Regions from separate parts of the Gossypium hirsutum genome. Here all the other regions are linked to region 3. A link is a contact called in public Hi-C data. All regions are on one chromosome and are shown on one strand. Each heading gives the region's core, a stretch centred on a gene start, on an enhancer-like site or on the middle of the called end of the contact. The rest is flanking DNA. Distances are from core to core; before and after follow the strand shown.

Region 1 (3,424 bases), core at 33-2,532, 510 kb after region 3:
TTCTTCAAGCCAATCATTGGGTTCTCTGGTAACACACTCACTGATATAGTTCAAAACATGGATATCATCAACATAGTTATTAGATCGAAACAAATTACAAAAATAGTATTTAGCAATATTGCAAATATCTCTATATCCGTCACCCAATTGCCATTCGAATCTTTAAGTTTTTCAATATTGTTTTTCTTCAAAATTGCATAAAATCCCCCTACCACCCAGTCCTCCCCAACCGTCCCACCGATTCTTCTTAGCATATCCTACGAACTATTTCTAAGACTCGGATTCGCGTTGCCATAAAAACCAGTGAAACGAACATTTTTGTTATTTTCATACCTAAGCAGGGAGTCAATATGGAACTTGGAGTAGTTTTGAATGGTAACATCAACGCCTTCCCTACACATCAACGCGAGATCTCCAGTTCTTCCTTCAAAACTCACAGCCAAACCATTTTGCATTCTGCACTTATTCTGAACACGTTGAAAATCATTAACTTTCATTTTAGTTTCGCTAAGGAAAATAATGTCAGGGTTATTTGCAACTAAGAGTTGCTAAAGCTCCCGAACTGTCACGTGGTTCCCTAACCCACGATAGTTCCAACATAGGAACTTCATTGATCTTGGTAGGGCTGATCGTCAACCACTGCCTTTAAAAGTGATAAACTATCCATGAGCTTTCTACGACCTGATCTACTGGGGTTGTCTTCGGTTAACTCTCCACAGCTACCTGTTGCCTCTTTTCTTTTTTTTTTTCTCATTTTCCTATATACTATACAGGACAACTTGAAAGGTCACTTCTCTATTTGTGAACTCGATCTCAACTCTTCTTCAGTCAGTTTAATTTTCTCTTTTTCCTTTATTTCACCAGATACATTTAGCTCAGTATTTCCTTGTGTCGTTCTATTCAACTCACTTTCCACTACTCTTTTAGCTTCAATAACTTCAATCCTATTTCTCCAATTTCTTCGATCCTGATTAGTTATACCTATATAAGCTTTTAACCAATTTCCATATTGATAGCTAGTATCATTGGATTTGCTTTGGATAACCATCTTATCTCATTTTTGTGTTGAATGGCTTATAAGGCCACAATTGTAGTAGAAAGTAGGCAATCTCTCATATTTTATGGTGCAAACAGAAATGAAACCCTCCCTATTCACAAACTGGACCACTCTACGCAGAGGTTTGGAAGTATCAATTATAACACTAATTTGGATATATTCTGTCCATCAACCATCTCTATCACGCCAGTCGATGGCAATAACTTCCCCTATAGCACTGCCCACATCCATAGCTACTCGTCTGTCCATACATTCAAAGGGTATATTAAAGATTCTTACCCAAAAAGCAGCTAAGTTGAAGGCGTAAGATTCCATCTCTTTATCTTTGACAATGAGCAACATTGCAAAAAGACAATGGTCAAATAACCAGGGAGATAAGTTCAGAATTTTCTTCCTATCTTCTGATACAAACCAAAATGGAAGGCCACGGTTTCAACTCTGTTTATTTCACACTATTTTTAATTTCTAACTATCATGCATCAAACATTGCGTTTGTCTGTTTTGTTTTCTTTAAACGTGAGTTTTGTCCTATTTCTATTGACAGACATGAGGGGTATTATGAAAAACTGAATTATTCTCCCTTCTTGATTCTCTTATCTCATCTGCTTTCATCTCTTCCTCTCCTACTTCTTTCTTCTTCATTTATTGTTCTTCCAGTAACGTTACCGACGGTATCAAAGGTATTAGAGCCTCTCTCGATGGCCGGTGAGGGAGTCACCACGAGGTTACAAAAGGACATGGGAAACATGCAGAAAGACATGGGGCTGATGCAACAGGAACTCACTCAACTACAAACCAATTTAGCCCAAAAATAGACGCTCGAATGGAGTCCCGATTCAAAGAGTTCCACAAAAATGTAAACTTTGGCATTCGCACCGAGCTTTAAAATTTTTTTGAATAGCAGATAGGGCGTGCGACACCACCTGCTCAGGGACAGACATCGAACAAGGGAAAAGAGGTACTTGGGGGCACACCTCCTGGGTTCCCACCAAAGGAGTCACTTTTGCTATCACCTATGGTTGAGTCTAGTCATATAGGCATACATTCAAGGGCTAGTACCTTATACTCCATGGGTAGAAACTTCAAGTTTGACTCCCCGAGGTTTGATGGTGAAGACTTCCAGGGATGGTGGTCGAAGTTAGAGCAATTCTTCGAAGCTGAAGGTGTGTTGGAACAGGACAAGGTGCGAACTGTTATGCTCCATTTGGAGGGAAAAGCCCTGGATTGGCACCACTTTTTTAGCCAAAGACAAGGTGGACTTCAAATGTTGTCTTGGGAAACCTATGCCCGAGGGTTGCAAGAGAGATTCGTCCCCTCCAACTTCACTGACCCGATGACTAAGCTGGTAACCTTGAAGCAACAGGGAACGGTGGACCTATTCCACGATCAGTTTGTAAGTATCCTCAACCAGTTACACTTGCCTGAACCCTACGCATTAAGCATATTCATAAGTAACCTCAAGGTAGAAGTTGGTCAGTACCTCAGACTATTCAAACCCAGACATTGGTAAAGGCGTATATGTTAGCCAAACAGGTAGAAGGTATTGTATCGACGCATACTGTTAAAAGGCCTCCGTTGGTTGAAGGGAGTGGAGGGTACTCCAAACCCCTATTTTCTAACCCCGAACCTATCAGTCATGTGCCAACTCTTGGAGGTCCCTCGTCGAATCTTGGCCCTCAGAAAAGCCCTTGAAGCAACCATCAAACCCCTACCAAAGCCTTGTCTCAAGCTGAAATGGAGGATAGGAGAAAAAAGGGTCTATGTTTTTGATGCGCTGCCAAGTATACTTCGGGACACAAATGCGTGAAGTCCCAACTATACCAGTTGGTGGTAGGATCTCATAATGAATTGGGAGTGGAAGCCATCAACTCACCAACAGAGGAGTTTCAGGACTGCCCCGAGCAACTTGAAAATACAGAACCAGAAGCTGAACCCAACCCCCTCGTTCTCTCATTACACGCCTTACAAGGATCCCAAGGACACAACACCATGAGAATAGCAGCCAAAATTGGGCAATTTGATATGATAATATTGGTCGACTCTGGGAGCACTCACAATTTTGTGGACTCCAAAATTGCCAAGAGGGGTAACTTACCTATTGAACCAGCTAAACAAATGAAGATTATGGTCGCTAATGGGGGAAGTTTGTGCACAAGAGGGCTATGTAGAGCTATTGAATGGTAGACACAAGGCTACAAGTTTGTAACCGATTTCATGGTTCTTCCGGTGAAGGGGTGCGACTTAGTGCTAGGGATACAGTGGTTACTTTCTTTAGGAGCTATTGTTTGGAATTTTTAGTCTCTCACTATGAGGTTCGAGCATGGGGGGCAAAGTTGCATGCTGCAAGGTATTCAACCAGGAAGCTTA
Region 2 (3,554 bases), core at 273-2,772, 530 kb before region 3:
AAGTAGGCTCCAGTTCCAAGTCCTTAGTATACCTAATTATAAACTATGGGCAAAAATCTTATTTTACCAACTTTGTTAACTCCTGTATTTGCAAAACTTAAAGAGTTCTCAGAAACTATGCAATTATCATCAAAATCATAAATGCCCATCTCTTGAAAAGCAACTCAATATGGATATATCCAAACAAATAGCATTCCTCATGCAAATTCCTAAGAAACCACACACAGAAAATGGTAAAAAGAATAAACAGAAAAAATTAAATGATTTTTTAGGCAAACCTGAATTCAAGGGAATATAGTACAAAGCACCAACAGTGACATTATCAGGATTTGAAATCCCATTAACTTGCTCAATACTATCCATGCTAACCCCAAATCTACTAGCTAAAGATTGCACACTGTCCCCATCTTTCATCACATAACTCATCAAGTAGTTCCACAAACTACTTGAACACCCACAAAACAGCCTCAAAGACACCACAGCTCCAATCCTTGCCGGCCTGCTAACATTTGGAACCATTGCAAGCCTATCATAAGCCTCTAAAATCATGTCATAAACATACCCTTGATTTGATCTCACTGTAAAGGTTGTGTTTGTTGCATAATTCTTGGAGGATGTCAAGCAAGAACAGTTCTTTTTTATGAATATGTAGCCATGGCTGTCCTCTCCTTCAACTGTAATGTCTTGTGGTATCACATCAAACATGCTCTGGATCACTGCTAGACTTTGGTTTCCCTGCGGCTTAAAAGCCAAAAAAGATGTGCATAATCTTGATGTGTCCGTACAATTCATGGGTATTGTAGCAGAAGAAGAATCCAAGGCATTGAGGGTTTGAACAATAAGAAGAAAGATTAATGGTAGAAGAATCACAAATTGTGAAACCTTAGGATCCATTTTTCTTGTTTCTAACAAAAAAAAAAAAAAAGAAAAGATTGAAACTTTGAGCTAAAATTAAGTGCAAAAAATAGATAAAAATAGAGTTTGATCAAACAACTCGGCCTAAAAGGGTTAACACAAAAAAAGTTTAGGACTAGATAGAGAGAAAACTAGATCAAACATAAATTAGACTTGATAAAAGTTTGAGCAAGGTTTAGCTTTTGCTGTAAATGATGAGCAAGAAGTATGAATCTAAAACAAAATCAGACAAAGAGAAGCAAAGGGTCAGTGAAGAAACTAGAGCTAAGTTCACGAAAATCCTGGCTTTTACTATTTCTTTTCCTTGAAGAGGTTAAAGAAAATGGTAGATTTAGATAGATGGTAGTAAAAAAAGAAGATCAAAGAAAATATATTGGAAGATTAGAGGGAAGATGAAAGTGAGATTTTTGCTAAGCAAAAATGGAAGGTGGGGATTTAAGCTTCAAATTTTAAGGAGGTTTGAAGGACACAAGTAGAAAGGAATGAGATGACTCTAAACAGAGCATGTTCGACTGTTTTTATTTTTCTTTTTCTTTTTTCCCTCTGTTGCGGTTGGTAACTCTTAATTCAGTCCTTCACTGTAAAAAGGGAAAGGGAGTCTCAAATACATACAAACAGGAAGCCATCCCCATCCACTTTCATAGCTATTTGCTGCCCCGCCCTGCCCCGCCCTGCCCTGCCCACCTTTCCTTGAATATTTTCGTTTTTTTTTTATTTCTAACAAAGTTTGTCCATTTTAATAAAGTTTAATTATAAAAAATTATAAGTTATTAAAATAATAAAATTATATTTTTTATTATCGTAAAAATATATTATTAAAATTGAATCTTTCTCAAAATTTCAGACTTTGCTCCGGCACACATACATATATTTATATGAATAGAAGATTAATACAATACTCATGATATGTGTTAATTCTTCGATTATATTGATGAAGTTAATTGTTTAATATATTTGTGTTTTATGTTTAAAATTTATTATGATTAAAATTTTAATAATTTATAATAATTTCATTTACATATGAAAATTTATTCTAATAACTGAATTAATGCTTAATTATCTTACTATACCAAGTCAATAAAAAATAAAAATATAAACTAAATCAAATTTATATATTTTAAAAATGAGGATAATATAAAATGCAGTAAAATTTCGAAAAAAATACTTAAATTTCTATGATTCAACTAAAAAGAATAAAAAGTATTTATTAAATTTATTGTCAAATCAACTGAATTTCTTTCATTCAAAGTGCATTTTGCAATTGTCTGCGGAATACTTCAGAAATGGTATTAAAAAATGTAGTACTTTCACTAAATATTTTTAAACCCACTTTTATTCTAAATTAATTTTTAAATTTTAAATTATTCTAATGAAATTCTTAAAGCATCTCGGTTATATTAGTTAGATTCTTTTATTATTAAAATCGTTAATTTAACTATTAAATTATATATTAAATTTTATGTAATATTATTTTAAATAAAATATTATAAAAAAAATATTTTAAAAATCTAATCTTAAAAATTTTCGAATCTTTTATAAAACTTTTATCTTACATTTCTTTTTTTATTATTTACAAGAGACAAATATGATATAACAAAATACATAAATCTCTCTCCCACACAAGAAACACTCAAAAGGATTGGAAGGGTAAATTGGGAAATAAAATTCACGGGGGCATTGAGTGTTGGGAAAAGGATTGGCACAAGTTGTGAAGAGCTGGAATTGAGAAAGATAGTTGGTTGGGCCCCGCAATTAGGCGCCATTTTTATAAGATTGATCGCCGATCATTTCCCAAACTAATCGCCTTACTTACCTCACTTATCCACACTTTCACGTTGTCGAAGTCAATCGTTGCACGTTTCAAACACCTTCGCTTGTAAGGTTTGACTCAATTTGACCATTAATTTGCTATCCTTTCGAATGATTAATATAACCTTCCATTATAATATATTGTTGGTATCATCTATATTCTATATTATAGATAATAAGGTGCTTAAATTCTAATTGTTTAAAAATAAATATTGTCTATTATTTAAATTTCAAAATTAATATTTTCTAAATTGACTTTAATTAAATTTATTTATTATCTTTTAAAGAAGGATAAAAATTGGACATTTGAATATATTTCTAAAGAAGAAAATATAGAAAGAGATCGAACGAGCGACATTTACTTACAATTAATGGTTGTATTTTTTTTTTTAAAGTTTGGTGATAAAACCTTTGAATTTGTTTGACTTCTTTTACCCTCCAATTGCTTAACAAAGATTTTATAATTGAAGTGGGATATTAGTTTTAAAAAGAAATTAAAAAGACCTTTGGCTTCAACTCGATTTTTTGAAGGGAGTGGAATAATCGGGGAGTAAGGTTTGACTTGGTAGGCCCGCACGTGGACAAGCGACAACTGTAAACCCATAATTAACACAAGAAAAAGATAATAATAGTAATAATATAAGGTGGGAGAGACAGAGAGACGTAACCTGGAGCAAACGCCAAAAGATCCCCCACACACAGCCATAAATTAACTTGTTTTCATTTATTAAACTAAGATCCTTTCCTTTTTTGTTTTATTTCTCCAATATTATAAAAATGTATAATGATTTATTTAATTTTTTAATTTTATAAAAAATTTATTTTAACTC
Region 3 (3,513 bases), core at 572-3,071:
TTGATGAGTTCAAACCATAGGCTGAGCTATTCAACAATGGAGAAGAGCACCATTCTTGTGTTATACCACAAGCTGATGCAGGAACTGGCTGTGGATTAACCATTTCAGATACTATATCTGCATCTGGATTCACAAGGGATGGCTGAGCATCTTGGAGTTCTTGAATTGAATTAACGAAGATATCATCTGGCAGATTCATCTTGTCACCATAAACGGAAGAATTTGAGTTGGAAATTAGGAAACTGTCTTCTACATCATTTGGCTCACTGTTCCAAACAGGCAATGAATTTAATTCATCCCATCCCAAGCCATCCATGGCTGAAACTTTTTTTTCTGAGCCCAAAATAAAATAACTTCAACATATTAATCCAAGGATTGAAAGAAATGCAGATGAATATATAAAGTTGATAGAAATTTGAGTAAAAGTACATACCAAATCCAGATCCTACTGCAGCTGGTTGAGTTTGGCTTCGACAAAAAGACACAAGTGAAAAATATTTGTCGCAATTCTTTTAACAGAGACTAAGTTGGACCAAATCCTCTCTAATTCTTGATCACGAAGCATCAGTCATGGAAACTGAATGATAAACATGAAACCATAAACAAAATCATGCATACGACGAGTTAAGGGAATTAGATTTTTCATCTACCTTAAGCTATTCTGTATATAAACATAGTTGACACACTCAGTAATGTTGTTAAAAGGCATGCATGCTTATATAGATAGGTAAGGGAAAAAAAAACAAAAAAAAGAGAACTAGTTTTATAATCCAACAAATACTTTGTATTAGGACTTAAAATAAAAGAAAAAAAGAATAGCTTAACATAAAATAACATAGTTTCAAAAGTTGAAAAGAGGTGTAATCAGTAATGTGGAGTGTGGAAAAGATAAGGCTTTCTGGGTCAGTTTGGTGGGTGTGTATGGATATATATTTCTGCAGATGGGGAGCATTTGAGATATTAGTGAAGCATATTTAAACTATATAGTTTAATAATATATATATATATATTTCTAGTGCGGGAAATAATCTGACATGACATCCTTTTGGTTGCTCATGGAAATTTAATGTGCACTGTAAAGTTTCAAAAAAAAAAACTGCAGTCAAAACAAGCATCTATTTGACAGTCTCTAATTAATCATGACTGGTATCCCAGTTTCCAGTCTCAACTATGGTACCTACCCACATATCAGAATTAAATGCTCGTTTATAAGGGTGAGGTGAATTTAAACATTTCAGTACAGTGGCATCAATTAAACAGCAGCTACGCTTCATAGATTGCCATTTTGAGTAGTGGGGGACTGCCTGATATATGTTTGCAGGCCAAAGGAAAGGGATAATCAGAGGATCAGAGGCAGAAGATAATAGATATATAGACAGTGCAGAAAGCAAGTTGCTTACAGAATTTTGTCTCTTCAACCATTCTAATATAACATACATATAATATATTTTCATTTCACTTTATTAAATACAGATGGTTGTACTTGCAAGAGGGAAAGCAGAGAAAGAAATAGAATAGAGAAAAGAAAAGAAAAGAGAGTCGTACCCACATGCGCCCCATCATTACAACTCAGTGAATGGGTTCCCCTTTGTATATGCCACTGCCAACCTTTCCCTTATATTGTCAACTATGTGGCGTTTTTCTTCACCAAATCTGCAGATAAGCAGTGAGAATATATACAAGGAAGGAGCATTAAATGAGTGTTTTCAGTAATTAGAAGTAGTTGGTCTTAAATCCTAGAGAGTTTGACGGTTGAACTTGATTTATCCTGTCACAATTACCAAACCATCCATGATCTTATTGAAAGATATGTCGGGTGCCACCTATTCTCAATCTTTTTCATGCTCATTTGGGAGTCCATTATTTTTAACATTTCCTGGGTACTAAAATTTAATTCAAGCAATTCACCTCTGTGCGTTAATCAGGCTGGCCGATGTGTTGAAAATATTAAAATGAAGATAGGTCCACAAGTATTGTTAATGGTGGCCTAATATTTTTGTAATTTATCGGATGGTCCCCCTATCTCTTATCAAAATCCAAATAAATGCCGCTATGATCCTCTCTCCCGCGTTATTTCTGCAAAAATCCTAAACCGTTATGAACACGTGAAGGCAACACTCCGGATCACATGTGGCGCATCATGATTGGGAGCTTCCATAAATGGATAGCCATCTCCCACGTGGGCGAAATCTAAACAGGGGGACTGTGGGGACCATGGAGTATTTCAATCATCCAAGACTCCAACTTTCAACGGTTCAGTTGTGATTTGCGTCTGCATTATTTATCTTTCATCTTCAAAATAAAAAATAAAAAAATAAAGAAGTTACCGGTATAATAATAAATATAATTTTTAAACAATACCCATTCAAATTATAACAATTAGATTATAAATAAAAAATTATGTAATAAATATATTTTAAAAAAATTTACCTTTATACTTTAATAAAATTTTCACTACTATATATAATACATGTTCTTTCAATTTATCCGATTTGTATTCAACCTTTTAGTACTTAAATTTAATAGTGTTAAACTCTAACATGTACTAACATGGTGGACCCAAGGAAAATGCTGAATGGTATAGAAGAGGGACTTGTATTAAAATTTCCCTTTTTTAAACCTAACATATTAAATAAAACATAAATAAAATAAAACAAAATAAATATTTTTAATAAAATTCAATGAAATTGTGACATGTTTTAACAAAAGTTAATTCCCTTCTAATATATTTTTAAATTTCCATAATTAAAATAAATAAATAAATTTAATTAATTACTTGCGTAAATTATACAAATGGTCATACAACAATGCTCGCCTTCTTGTTTTGGTCACCTGTAGTTGAATTGATAATGAAAAGCCTTATTCTAACTGGTATGCTAACACATTTAGTTCACAATACTTACATGTTTTATTAATTTGATCCTAATTCTAAATAATTAAAAAAAATTAACCCTTCATATTTACAAATTCTATCAAAATGATCCTTAAACTTTCTAACCAAAGCTTTCAGCTTTTAAAATAGAGGCATCCCACATTTATAAATTTGTAAAACCCAAAATAGAGGCATCCCTAGTTGAGAAAATTTCTTTTCTTTTTGGGTTTTACAAATTTATGGATGTGGGATGCCTCTATTTTAAACGGTGAAAGCTTTGGTTTGAAAGTTTGAGGATCAAATTGATAAAATATGTAAGTATTGTGAACTAAATGTGTTACTATACCAATTAAATAAGGCTTTTAGTTATCAATTCAACGACGGGGGACCAAAAGAGGAATGAATTCAAATAGTAGCGCCTAAATTTTAATTTTTTAAAGTTAGGTGACCAAAAGAGAGAAACAGGCATAGTTTGGTGACCATTTGTATAGCCTACCCTAATTACTTTTACATTTTAATTGTTAATTAAAAAAATTTTCTTCGTCGTGGTGTCCCTTTCTCTTCCTCTTCTATTTTTTTTTTGTCAAAACCCTAGTTGCACTTTATCATCATGTCTGTCGATGAATCGACGATTAGGGACC

Evidence for each region. A called contact is a pair of places that touch in the nucleus more often than the background predicts.
Region 1: a contact with region 3 is called in a Hi-C map of leaf, with 2.7 times the contacts expected there. The contact joins the enhancer-like site here to the promoter of LOC107951810 in region 3. A contact is called at or near these places in 6 of 34 Hi-C or Micro-C datasets (callus and leaf).
Region 2: a contact with region 3 is called in a Hi-C map of leaf, with 2.7 times the contacts expected there. The contact joins the promoter of LOC107951804 here to the promoter of LOC107951810 in region 3. A contact is called at or near these places in 6 of 34 Hi-C or Micro-C datasets (hypocotyl and leaf).

The regions. Positions count from the first base shown.
Region 1 is chrA02:82,478,324-82,481,747 of Gossypium_hirsutum_v2.1, reverse strand. No RefSeq gene overlaps it. Among protein-coding and RNA genes, the nearest start is that of LOC107951932, 62 kb to the left of the region's middle. Within about 2 kb of position 1,282, at least 6 of the 9 cell types and tissues checked have an H3K27ac peak or open chromatin away from gene starts, as enhancers often do. A contact at or near this core is called in leaf, where this site is marked.
Region 2 is chrA02:83,526,969-83,530,522 of Gossypium_hirsutum_v2.1, reverse strand. LOC107951804 (lysM domain receptor-like kinase 3) reads right to left here and starts at 1,522. Exons shown (of 11, transcript XM_041084987.1): 1 at 279-1,522. The coding sequence starts at 894.
Region 3 is chrA02:82,993,628-82,997,140 of Gossypium_hirsutum_v2.1, reverse strand. LOC107951810 (transcription factor bHLH87) reads right to left here and starts at 1,821. Exons shown (of 4, transcript XR_001698621.2): 1 at 1,546-1,821; 2 at 434-577; 3 at 1-333.